3 separate regions of the Mus musculus genome follow, and all the other regions are linked to region 1. A link is a contact called in public Hi-C and Micro-C data. All regions are on one chromosome and are shown on one strand. The core of a region is the stretch at or near the end of the contact, and the rest is flanking DNA. Distances in the headings are between cores, read along the strand shown. Region 1 has its middle 10 kb from the start of Gm46916. Region 2 overlaps Bmp2k (BMP2 inducible kinase). Region 3 overlaps Gm33100 (predicted gene, 33100).

Region 1 (4,032 bases), core at 480-2,979:
GCTTGCAGTGTTGGCTTCAGAATGGCTCCTCTCAAAGCTCTTACTGAGGTAACATAGTCTCAGGAAGGAAGCTTGCAGCAGTTTGGCTTAAAGATTTTACATAAGACTGAGGAAATACCAGCCGCTCATATTTAGATGCTGGAGATGAAGTTTCTAGGGGTGATTAGGAGGCACTAACATTCGATTGGTTCTCAGCAGTTTTAGGGACCTTCTCCTAAGCTCCAGATTTGGAGTTCTTTCATCATAAGCCTCAGAGCCAGTCCCTTCCCAGTTCTAGAAGGCCATCAGGTAGCTCAGAATCAATACATTTGTAGAGCAGGGCCTATAAACAGGTTGAAATCTGGGCAGGGGTAAAAGTCTGTGTGGCAGTGATCTCTCAATAGTTTTATCAGGGAGCCACCACTGGGATGGAACTCCAACAATTCTCAGTCTTGTTGCTACTATTCTGAAGAGACAAATACTACAATAAAGTCACCCATGCTGGAATGGCTAGCAGAGTTGGGCACCTTTAGTGACAATCCCCACAGACTCCATCTAATAGAGTGGATAATTTCCCAGTGTGAATAGGTGTACCTGACTAGATGGCTAGCAGCCAGATCTTTAAGCAATGTCCATCACACCATATGAATGGGTGTTGTCCCATCTTCTATAGCTTCTATAGCTTACTTCACTAGAAGTAAGTGCCATGAGACCGGATTTTCTTTTTTCTTAGTTTGGGTTGATAGTGCACCCTTCGAGCCCACGGTAGCTTCTCTATAAACGTTGAATGAATGGATGTGTGACTATGGTTTGTAGGGCTTGTTGGTTCACAGACAGACTTTGGAGTCAATACCTAATTCTCAAGTTGTGCTAACCCTGAGTGGGAACTTAACTCCTCTGAACTTCTATGCTTAGATTTCCTCATTCCTAAGACATACCGAACATAACACATTCCATCTCATACAGCATAGTGAAGAAGTACTTAGAACACTATCTATACTTTTGGCTATTATTTTATTGACTATAGTGTGACAAATCATTCTAAAACTTAGTTTTTGAATCATAACCTTCTTTACTTGCTTATAGCCTTATTTCATCTTAATGTCTAGCTCTGGCTGAGATAAAGATGAAGCTGTGTTCTACTTGCTTTGTAATTTCAGAATACTTGGCCTTGTGGGTCAGGTGACTCTTTGCTGTAGGGAATTAATGCACTGTAAGGTAACATCACACATTCTGCAGGAGAGTATCATGGAAATTGTATAGCGGCTCTCCCTCCTAGTTTCCACTGTTTTCAAACACTGTAAATGTTCTCAGGGTGAGATAAGGGGTTCTTATATGGTTTAGAACTAGGGAGTCAAAGCAAATAATAGATCCAGCCCAGATTGAAGGCATAGGAGGGGCTGGATCCCAAGAACAATGATTCACTGGAGACGAGTGAAGGTCAGCATGAAGGTCTCTGACCCTTCCTGTCTAAGGAACAGGATTGTTCCTGAGCATTTCTTACAGGATGAACTCTGCCTCTGGCTTTTACTAACAGGCACTCTTTTGAACCCCATGCTCGAGTGTCCCCCTTCATTGTTGGCAATGTTCTGCAGCCTTCATGTCTATTTTGGTTTCTCTCCTGTAGCATTCTTGTGATCTGTCACTTCTTTCCACCCATGCATGTCACTGAGCTGTTCCTACTGCTCATATCATAGCACATGACCAGGCTCTGGAGACAGATAGGGCTCATCTGGCGGCCTCAGCACCCTACCCATATACCCGCACGATTATGCTGTCTTCCTGAAAGTGTGTGCCTTATCACCCCCTCCCGCCCTCTCCCTTAACTCTTTTCTCTTAAAGATTCGGTTTATGGGCCCCTCTTCTAGGAAACTTTCCAGGAAGGCCACTCTCCAATGTGATATAACAGTTTCTTGAGGGAGGAGGCCATTTATCTGACAGATTTCATCTCATCTCCATATTCTCACTGTCGTATGGATGAGTAACAGAGAGGCCTTTCAAAGCAGAGTTTAATGCTTAAAGAGAGGCTTGTAAGGACAGCAGGGAGTCTTGAGATGATCTAGACTCTAGATTCTCAAGGAATCCAGAGGAAGAGCCTTGGGGTGGTGGTTGCTAGCTTACAAGCTGCAACCCAGAGATTAGTGAGGCTTGAATAGTAGTCGTGGTCTCTCTCTCTCTCTCTCTCTCTCTCTCTCTCTCTCTCTCTCTCTCTCTCTCTTGTGTGTGTGTGTGTGTGTAGAAAAGTGAAGAAGCTAGGAGTCTGTAAGGAAAAGGAGGAGTGTAATGGGTGGTTATCTATCAGGCAGGTAACACTGTTAGGGTTTGGAGGTCAAGGTGTAAGGGCTTCCTAGTTCACACGAAGATACTAGAGGAGTTTCTGTGTAGAGAAATGACCGACATTGACCTCTTCTCTTGGGATTCCCTGCTCCCACATTCAGAAGACTGGCAGGGGGGATCGGGTTCACTGGGCAGGAAGCTGATGCAGCAGAGGGGATGGCGACCTTTCCTGGCAAAATGAACGGAATGGATGGGAGTAGAGGTCACTCCAAGGCTTGAGGACGACGAGGTGAGGGCTATGTTCTGACAGGGAGCTACTTCTTGGAGAAGGAAATTCAAAGTTCAGTATGGCTATGCTGAGTTTGAGACTCTTATTACATATTTAGTTGGTTGTGTTCTAGACGGTTAACAAGTATAAACTGTCTCCAGAAACTGGACATGTGAATGTGGAAGTGATTAGCTTCATCCTATCAGCTGGAACAGATTTTTTGGGATTAAGAAAATAATAACCAAACACAATGGATAAATACAATAAAAGTTTATTTCCCACTGTTCAACATGTCTGAGAAAGTTCCAGGTCATTGGCAAACTGAGACTTGTATTCTGCGGAGAGTTGGGAACAGAAACCCTGTAGAAATGGGTCAACAGAAAATGGTGAGAGAAAGAAATAAAATCACAGACAATCCACGCAGAATCCAACAGAGGGATGTTGTTATAAAGGAGACCCAAGAAAATGGGAGACAGCTTGAGGACAACATAGGTCTGAGACATTTGTGTTGGTATTTATTTTATTCGCCGTTCCGGGATCTACCCAGGGACACACACGTGCTAGGGAAGTTCTGTGCAGCTGAGCTACAACCTTGACCCTGGTGGTTGATTTTTAAAGTTTTTTTTTTTTTTAATTTTAGATAGAAAAAAAGTTGGAATATTTAAATGTTAATGGAGAGAGGAAAGAGGGGAGATGCAGGAAGGGGAGGGATTTCAAGAGCCCATTTTGAGTGTGTAGAGTGAGAGGCTTTAGGTGGGTTCTGAACGGCTTATCCACTACAGCAGAAGAGCGTGCGGCGCAGAGGCAGGGAGGGTGACTATCAATTTAGGTTTATCTCAAACTGGGGGCGGGGGGAGTAGAGTCTGGATCACAGAACTTTTAGTGTTTCCTCTGGGACAACTCTGATCTCACATAATGGCTAGACTAACCCTAGAGACGTGGAAATGCACCAAAGAAGCTCCAAGTACTGCCATGTTAAAAATAATTCACCATTTCTCAGTGGATTCCACACGTTACAAAGCATTTACACAGTCTAGACCTCAGCATTGTGCAATGTGGGGATATTGCACCATAGAGGTTGTAGTTCTTAGGTCTGGGGTACAGCTCAATCCTACTGAGTACATGCTGTGTGTGTACTAAGACATATTCCACATTACTCAGGATGTACCATCTGTAGATAACAATAAATAAAAACAGTAGGAAGCTGCATTCCCCGAGATTTGGCTGTTCCCCAACACCGATAGATCTGTTATCTTTGTTATCTTTGCTTCATCTTTGCAACAACAATCAATTGATCTACAATGGTAGGTGCAGTTGTTGTAATCTCCACCTAACAATTGAGGAGAAAAATAATTAAGCAATTTTCTCCAAGCTCATATGGGGAGTGTTAGAGAAAGTCCTGGAAGCTTGGTGGATTCCATAGTCTAAACTTTCAGTACTGCACTGGACTGACTCCTAGAAATTACTGTAATGAGTGGGAATAAATGAGCACCTGGAACAAGTACCAT
Region 2 (3,808 bases), core at 922-3,421, 65 kb before region 1:
ATAGTGTTCTAGCAGTGTCTTCTGAGGTAAAATAGTGGTGCTAGTTGTCATGCCCAGATGTGAAAGTGTTGTTTTCTACACACTGCTTCAGCTTCTTCTTCACCACCATGCTTACCTGTGGTCCACCCTCCACCCCGCAGCCCTGCTCACCTGCAGTCCACCCTCCACCCCGCAGCCCTGCTCACCTGCTCCCTCCACCCCACAGCCCTGCTTACCTGCAGTCCACCCTCCACCCCACAGCCCTGCTCACCTGCTCCCCTCTACCCCACAGCCCTGCTCACCTGCTGTCCACCCTCCACCCCGCAGCCCTGCTCACCTGCTGTCCACCCTCCACCCCGCAGCCCTGCTCACCTGCTGTCCACCCTCCACCCCGCAGCCCTGCTCACCTGCTCCTTCCACCCTGCTCACCTGCAGTCCACCCCAGAGTGATTTGTTTGATAGGACATGGCACTACACATATGTAAGTCTAGCATATGGGAGGCAGAAGCAGGCAGACCACTTCCAGTTCAAGGCCAGCTTGGTCTGTACAGCATGTTCAAGACTAAATAGTTAAGACCCTATCTCAAAAAACAAACAAACAAAAAGAATAAAAATCCTGACTTACAAGGCCGTAAGTTGACTGTCTTCTTTACGGAATGAGGAAAAGTGGAGGGAAACCCTGGACAGTAGCATGCAGCTGAGAAGAGCACTGTGCTCTCTAAAGGAGGAGCTTCATCCTAGCATCGCTGGGGGGGTGGAGGGGGTAACCGGGAAAGGGGAGAACATTTGAAATGTAAATAAAGACAATATCCATTAAAAAAATTACAACTTAAAAAAAAAGAGAGAGTATTAGCCATAGTTTGGTATCATACCTGTACCAAAGGCAAGAGAGCCAGGACTCTACAGTTATAAATTCTCAGGACTTATGTTTGTGAACTGACCCATCATGTGGAGAATTAATGGAGGAATAAACAGACTGGTAAGGTATCAGTACAAGGTAAAGAAAAATCAGTTAATTAGCATTATAAAATGTATATTTCTATCTTAAAATATTTTGGATGCCTCTTAATGGAGAAAAAAAAATAAACTTGTTTGCAGAAAACAAAAGTCTTGACATTATATACTAATGTTTTGTAATATAGTCACCCTCCAAACCCATATATGAAATAAAATATAATTTAGGATTTACTACATTTAGATATTTGCTGTACAGGAATAATGTCATTCAAATCTGAACTTTGTTACTATCATGCCTAACCTTGCTGTTTTTTATTTTAAATGTTTAACTTATAATAATAGTTCTATTTTTACTATGCAAAAATAGCTATTTTAATGTTTCCCTCTTCTGCTCTTGTTTTCTGTAGGACTGGGAACTAAAGTGATGATATCACTCATGCTTTTTTTTTTTTGAGGGGGTTTTTTGGGGGTGTTTTTTGTTGTTGTTGTTGTTGTTTTTTCGAGACAGGGTTTTTCTGTATAGCTCTGGCTGTCCTGGAACTCACTTTGTAGACCAGGCTGGCCTCAAACTCAGAAATCCTCCTGCCTCTGCCTCCCAAGTGCTGGGATTAAAGATGTGAGTCACCACCATCTGGCGGCACTCATGCTTTTTTAAAAAGTGATGAGCCAGTGGGTTAAATACCCAGCCCTGCTTCAGAACTGGAGCTGTACTGCATAGTATAAGCCATTCCAACACAAAGCATTAACATGACTTGATCCCAGGAAGCAAAACTCATTTAGAATACCTGGAAACTGAGCTAACCTGACATTAAATAACTTCCATACAACTACGTCCCAGTCACCTAGTTCTGAGGTAGTTAAATATACAAGATAGACTAAGAAAGCTAGCATACAGAAAGCATTAAAATATGCCCTGACTATCCACAAGGAAGCCAGGATGTGTGGTAATTTCACATCCACCCCAATGAAAATCCACTTTTTTTTTTTTAAATGTGGAAGAAGAACCAGATCACAGTGAGCAGGATATGTTAACTCCCCTTTTATCACGGCCCTGGCCCTAACCCGCCAGTGCTTCCACTGGCACTTCAACCATCTCAAGCGTGCCAAGGAAACACAGTGCCTTCTGTAATTACTTCAGAAAAGGATACCAAGGAAAATCCCAATCGGAGCCAAAGCATCGGCAGAGAGCCTCTATCTGCTACACTGCAGAGGCATCAGCAGAGCCTCTATCTGTTACACTGCAAGCCTGATACCAAAGTCTTGGCTCAGGAAACAGATACATATTTACCCATTCTGTGTCAGCTCTAAGAAAAGCACGCGCTACAGTGTTTCAAATACTTTACCTTGAGTTACTCAACACAAACAAGACTTTCAAACCGAAGGAGCAATCTGTAGAATTCTTCCCTTACAAAGAAAGCTTGTCTAGTTGCTATTTATCAGATCTGTCAGGCAGAGTGGAGCACATTTGCTCCCAAGTCCCTGTGCTTAGTATTCCAGACTCAGTGTGTCCTCTCCCCACTGGGGATGGAAACCCAGCCCACATCATCACTGCTTTCCAACAACATGGACAACGGGAACACATCAATGAAGAAGTCTGTGTTTGACCTGGGTTAACAAGCAAAAAGTCTGCCACTACTGCTGAGCTGTTTGGGAACTTGGCTAAGAGATTATTTTGGAACCCACTTGGATAGCATCCTTGTGGCTTACCAGTTTGATCAACCCGGCATCATCTGGGTAGAGCTAGTCAAACTCTTCCAACAGGCATGTTCAGCCTGGGTTCTGCCTTATAAACAAGCCGCACTTTTGATAGAAAAGCCGGTCACTGTGGCTGGAGAGATGGCTCAGCAGTGTCCTATTCTTACAAAGGAACAGGGTTTGTTCCCAGCACCTGCGTGGGGCCTCTAACTCCAGCCCCAGGAAACCCAATGCCCTTTCTGGCCTCCACAAGTGTGCATACACCACACATACCTAAAAATAAGTAGTAATGACATAATACTTTTAAAATTCTTTAAAATGCTAAATGTTCTCTTTTGTTAAAAGCCAGTCATACTGAGACAGAACTTGTATATTAAACAATACACATTCAACATTACAATCAACGTGAAAACCTCTCCCAATGAAAATAGTTATATGCGCATCAGACACTGGAGGGAAGCACAGCCTGGGACAACAAAAGCACCATTCTTTAGATAATCATGATGACTATAAATGGCTACAGACATTATGCAAATAAGCATAATATGTTACAACAGCGTTTAAATCATGAATTTTGATGAATCAAAGAGCTGACTGATGAAAGAAGCCATGAGGCTTAAGGGAAGTGAGCAGGGGCATATGGGAGGCTCTGGAGGGAGAGAAGAGAAGGGAGAAACGCTGTGATTAAAACACAATCTCAAAAGGAGATGCTAGCTCATATAGAAATGGATTGGAATATGTAACCAACTGCCTTTTCAACACTCCCGTTCCACGTGTTTCTCCCCATCCTTAAACCGTCTCTTCAACTGCTTTTAAAGGTTAAGGTCCATGTACAAAGCGCTGGAATCCAGCCCAGCACAGAAAAAAAGAGGAAAAGAAGATGGGGTAGGTTTCCGAAAGGTATCCAACAAGTATACCCATTTCCCCTGTTTCCTTCCACCACATTTCCAGCTTCTCGCCAGTCCTTTGGCCTTGGCTATCTTCCGGGAGTAACTAACCTCTTTCTGACTGGATTTAAGGCCACTCCAGAAGCTAGAACCCATTCCTATTAATGAGCCTGTGGCTAGGTAGGTCATGGGCCGTGGAGAATCTGCTATCATCATTCTGATAAGCTGACACAGTATTGTAATAACTTATGGCTGAAACCCCACATCAGTGCTTTGCCCATCTCTCACCC
Region 3 (3,897 bases), core at 848-3,347, 67 kb after region 1:
CTCACAGAGACAAACCCAAGGAGAAAGTTCTGCAGCATAGTCTGAAGGGCAGAAGAATGTCCTATACAGGATAATTTAGTTGGCACCAATGATTTTCAGCCAAGATGTTTTTGGGTTTTGACTTTTGTTTAAAAGTTTAAAACATTTATTGTCACTCAACAACAACAATGACAACAGCAACAAAATGATTTTAGCTTGTGCCTTGCCTAGTGTAACCAGCCCGTACTTTTGCTAAAATGATGAATGTCTCTACGTCCTGGGAGCCAACAGTATCCAACTGGATAATAGGTGCCAAAAGTTGATAAGATGACAAACAGTGATAGTAATTTAGAAATGTACGTGTAACTGGTCCTTGTAAGAATTTAAACAAGCTATTTGGTTGTGTTGATTCTTCTTAACAACCATATCTTTTAAGATAGGAAAGAAACTAGATGATAGAGGTTAACAAATTCCTCTCATATATGAAATCCCATGAGTTACAATTGCAATCTTACACCACGTAGGCATGAAGATGGAGGAACTGGGGGCTGGAGAGATGGCTCAGCGGTTGAGAGCACTGACTGCTCTCCCAGAAGTCCTGAGTTCAATTCCCAGCAACCACATGGTGGCTCACAACCATCGGTAATGATGCCCTCTTCTGGTGTGTCTGATGACAGCTACAATGTACTCACATACTTAAAATAAATAAATAAACCTTAGAAGGAGGAGGAGGAACAACACACTGAACAATTTAAAATTATTTTTCCACATGGATATATATATATATATACACACATATATGCACATGTATATATATATACACATATATGGAAATAATATTAGTAGAATCAAAGTTTTTAAAGTATTCAGCAAAAAATACCTACAAACCTAAACCTTTACCCTAAGCAAGCCACTTCTCTGTCAGTCTCTAGATATATAAAATGAAACATTAAATAATGGCTAAGAAAGTGTCTAACTGGAGACATTGGTCATTAAAACAGAGCCCTTGCTGAGGAGGGTTCTTGGTCACAGATCAGTGCGCATGATCATATCGACAGAACCTAACCCAGCTTCTCTATTTCGAAGACATTTATAGTTGGCCATAGCAGCCTGAAAGACTGACTGGGAGGAAAAGAAAGCCAAGGTATTGATGTTTATCATTCGTTCATTCATTTGTAAGTACGGTAACGTACTTGGCATCAGGTTCTACCACAGATTCTGAGACTGTGCTGTATCTGAAAGGAATCAGTCTCCCCTCTCTCAGAGCATGTTTTTCTAGAAGACACCATACACACATGAAAAAAAAAAGTCTTGAGTTTTATATAGGAGGTAGAGCAAGACAAGAGACAGGAAGTACTTGAAGTTGTTTTTTCATGGAGGGTGGCGATGGATAGTGGGCTATCGGAAGAGAAACCTGATAGGGCGAGAAAAAGAGGCAGTTTCTTGTTCGGGAGGGCAAGTGCAAAGGCCCTGAGGTGGGGGGCATCTACTTTGGGAGCAGAGTGGAAGCCTGTGCAGTGGGAACTGGGGAATTGTACAGGAGCGAGGTCAGAGGGGTCGCGGTTCCCACCGTGCTGGACCTGCAGCTTTCTTGGATGGGCGTGGCCTCAGACTCTCACGTGTGGATCGCCTGCTTTTGAATAATCACAGGGGCAATACGCAGCTCCACCGAAGTGTAGCAGCTGTTCAGCTTGGGTGCAGGGCCTGAGACTCACCATCTCTGCTTAGAAGCACAAGGTGTTCCCAGAGGGAAGAAAATAGAATATCTTTGGTTCTTGGCAAAGTTTTTCTTACTTTGAATCAGTCCCTCCTGTCCCGGCCTTTTCTCCTGGTGTATCCGTGATGGACATGCTGAATGGCAGGTACTCCATTCTTTCTCTGTGCTGGGTTTTTCTCAACGTGACACACACCTAGGCATATCTGGGAAGAGGACATCTTAGTAGAGAAATTGGACTGTGGAAAGGTCTGGTGGGCATTCCTAATGGTTGATGTGGAAAGGCCCCTGCAACAGTGGGCAGTGCCACCTCTGGGCAGGTGGTTCTGCATGGTGTAAGACTGCAGACTGAGCAGATCATGAGGGGCAAGTCAGTAGACCGCACTCCCCCATGGCCTCTTATCAGTTCCTGCCAAGGGTTCCCTTCGCGGTGCACTGTAGGCTCTAAGGTGAAATAGCCCCCCTCCCGCCCACCCCACCCCCACTCCTGGCCCCCGGCAAACTGCTCTTGGTCATGGTGTTTTAATCACAGCAGTAGAAACCCTAACTACGACACTCTCAACCTGCTTCATGGGAAGGTCTGGTACTGCAGAAACTAGAAAACTTTTTTCTCATTTTAGCTACTACAGGAAAACATTAAATTGTATATACTTGTCACTGTTCTGAACCATGCGGGGTGATCAAAGCAAGAGGGTCACTCAAGGATAAGTTAAGGCCTCGCTGGCTCCGGGGAGGTCCAGCCTCTCTGGACTGAATGTCAAACAGCCTTCCAAAAATGTATCTATTGATGGTTAACTAAAGTTGTTTTTTTTTTGGTAAAACAAGTTTCTCATACCAAGGCCCCCAATCTAATCTGTATGTCTCCTGAAGGAAAACCTCACAGCTCTGCAGCATTCGTCCTTATTGTGCACTCTTTGTAGTACTCAATCATTCAAGACATTCCATGTTCGCCAGGACCCTCCTGTGACCAAAGTCCCACAAAGGCCGTAAAGCTCCTTCAGAAAAACAACTCTGCAGATAACAAAAAACAATCACTGTTTGCTACAATAATTTCTTCAAGGCCACAGGACTTCTAGAAAACAACTATCAGATTCTACTAGAATTCCATAACATATATTAATGAGTTGCAACATGATGTTTTAATACATGTATACATTGTATAATGTTTAAATTGGATCAAACATGTTCATCTCCTGAGACATTAATCATTTCCTTATGGGAAATCAAAATTCTTTCTTCTTGTTTTTTGATATATGGAGATTATTGTTGTGATCTGTAGTATACTATTGTTCAAAAACATAACAGAAATTTAAAAGTTATTACATTTTAATTTATTGTGTAAGTATGTGTATCTGTACAGGTGTATGTGTGTCAGAGAACTACTTATAATTCTCTCTGTCTACCACACAGGTCCTGAGAGTGGAACTCAGGTTGTCAGGCTCGGTGGCAGGTGCTTTTATCCAAAGAGCCACCTAACCAATCCACAACAATGCTTTGTGCTCCTATTCAACAGGACTCTATCCATACAACCAGCCCTACCCCGGCCTCTGTATTTCCCCAGCCAACCGCCATTCCAATTCTCTCTCAACATTAGGAGATTGTCTTAGTTTGGATTTTCACTGCTGTGAACAGACACCATGACCAAGGCAACTCTTATAAAGGAGAACATTTAGTTGGGGCTGGCTTACAGGTTCAGAGGTTTAGTCCATTATTATCAAGACGGTTAAGTAGGACAATGTGCAGGCAGGCAGGGTGCTGGAGGAGTGGAGACTTCCACATCTTGGTCTACAGGCAGAGAGGAGGAGACTGGATTCTCTACTGGGTGGGGCTTGAGCATAAGAGACCTCAAAGCCCACCTGCAGAGTGGCACACTTCCTCCGAAATGCCACATCCCCTAATAGTGCCACTCCTTATGGGCCAAGCATTCAAACTTATTCAAACTAACACAGAGATCAACAGGACTGAGTGTCACTGGTAATCGTCTTCTTGTCTTGCTTCACTTGAAATCATCCTCGTTTTCAACTTTATTGTCACATGGAACAGAATTTCACCCCGTGTATGGCAGAATAGCATTCTATTGTGTGTACGTAGCACATGTTTCTTGTCACCGACTGGTGAACACTTGGTTGGTTTTGGTTCCCGCATGTGCCACCAGCACCGCAATAAACATGAGCATGCCCTTATCTCTTCAGCCTCATGACTTG

What was found. A called contact is a pair of places that touch in the nucleus more often than the background predicts.
Region 2: a Micro-C map of the G1E-ER4 cell line shows a contact between it and region 1, with 2.7 times the contacts expected there. The contact joins two enhancer-like sites. A contact is called at or near these places in 11 of 39 promoter capture datasets (the 3T3-L1 cell line, 3T3-L1-derived adipocytes, the C10 cell line and 7 more), 2 of 15 datasets of contacts at CTCF or cohesin (CD8 T cells and the G1E-ER4 cell line), 3 of 484 Hi-C or Micro-C datasets (all in the G1E-ER4 cell line) and 6 of 115 datasets of contacts at active chromatin or transcription factors (CD8 T cells, bone marrow-derived macrophages, embryonic stem cells and 2 more).
Region 3: a Hi-C map of the G1E-ER4 cell line shows a contact between it and region 1, with 1.9 times the contacts expected there. The contact joins two enhancer-like sites. A contact is called at or near these places in 6 of 39 promoter capture datasets (the 3T3-L1 cell line, embryonic stem cells, liver and 2 more), 1 of 15 datasets of contacts at CTCF or cohesin (CD8 T cells), 8 of 484 Hi-C or Micro-C datasets (CD8 T cells, the G1E-ER4 cell line, Sertoli cells and 4 more) and 5 of 115 datasets of contacts at active chromatin or transcription factors (CD8 T cells, astrocytes, embryonic stem cells and 1 more).

What each region holds. Positions count from the first base shown.
Region 1 is chr5:96,949,603-96,953,634 of GRCm38.p6, reverse strand. No RefSeq gene overlaps it. Among named protein-coding and RNA genes, the nearest start is that of Gm46916, 10 kb to the right of the region's middle. Within about 2 kb of position 1,729, at least 35 of the 459 cell types and tissues checked have an H3K27ac peak or open chromatin away from gene starts, as enhancers often do. A contact at or near this core is called in the G1E-ER4 cell line, where this site is marked.
Region 2 is chr5:97,015,669-97,019,476 of GRCm38.p6, reverse strand. The region is part of intron 1 of Bmp2k (BMP2 inducible kinase); the gene reads right to left. Among named protein-coding and RNA genes, the nearest start is that of Bmp2k, 20 kb to the right of the region's middle. Within about 2 kb of position 2,171, at least 36 of the 459 cell types and tissues checked have an H3K27ac peak or open chromatin away from gene starts, as enhancers often do. A contact at or near this core is called in the G1E-ER4 cell line, where this site is marked.
Region 3 is chr5:96,883,556-96,887,452 of GRCm38.p6, reverse strand. It overlaps Gm33100 (predicted gene, 33100), which reads right to left. Exons shown (of 4, transcript NR_166594.1): 3 at 1,774-1,899. Among named protein-coding and RNA genes, the nearest start is that of Gm33100, 6.2 kb to the right of the region's middle. Within about 2 kb of position 2,097, at least 11 of the 459 cell types and tissues checked have an H3K27ac peak or open chromatin away from gene starts, as enhancers often do. A contact at or near this core is called in the G1E-ER4 cell line, where this site is marked.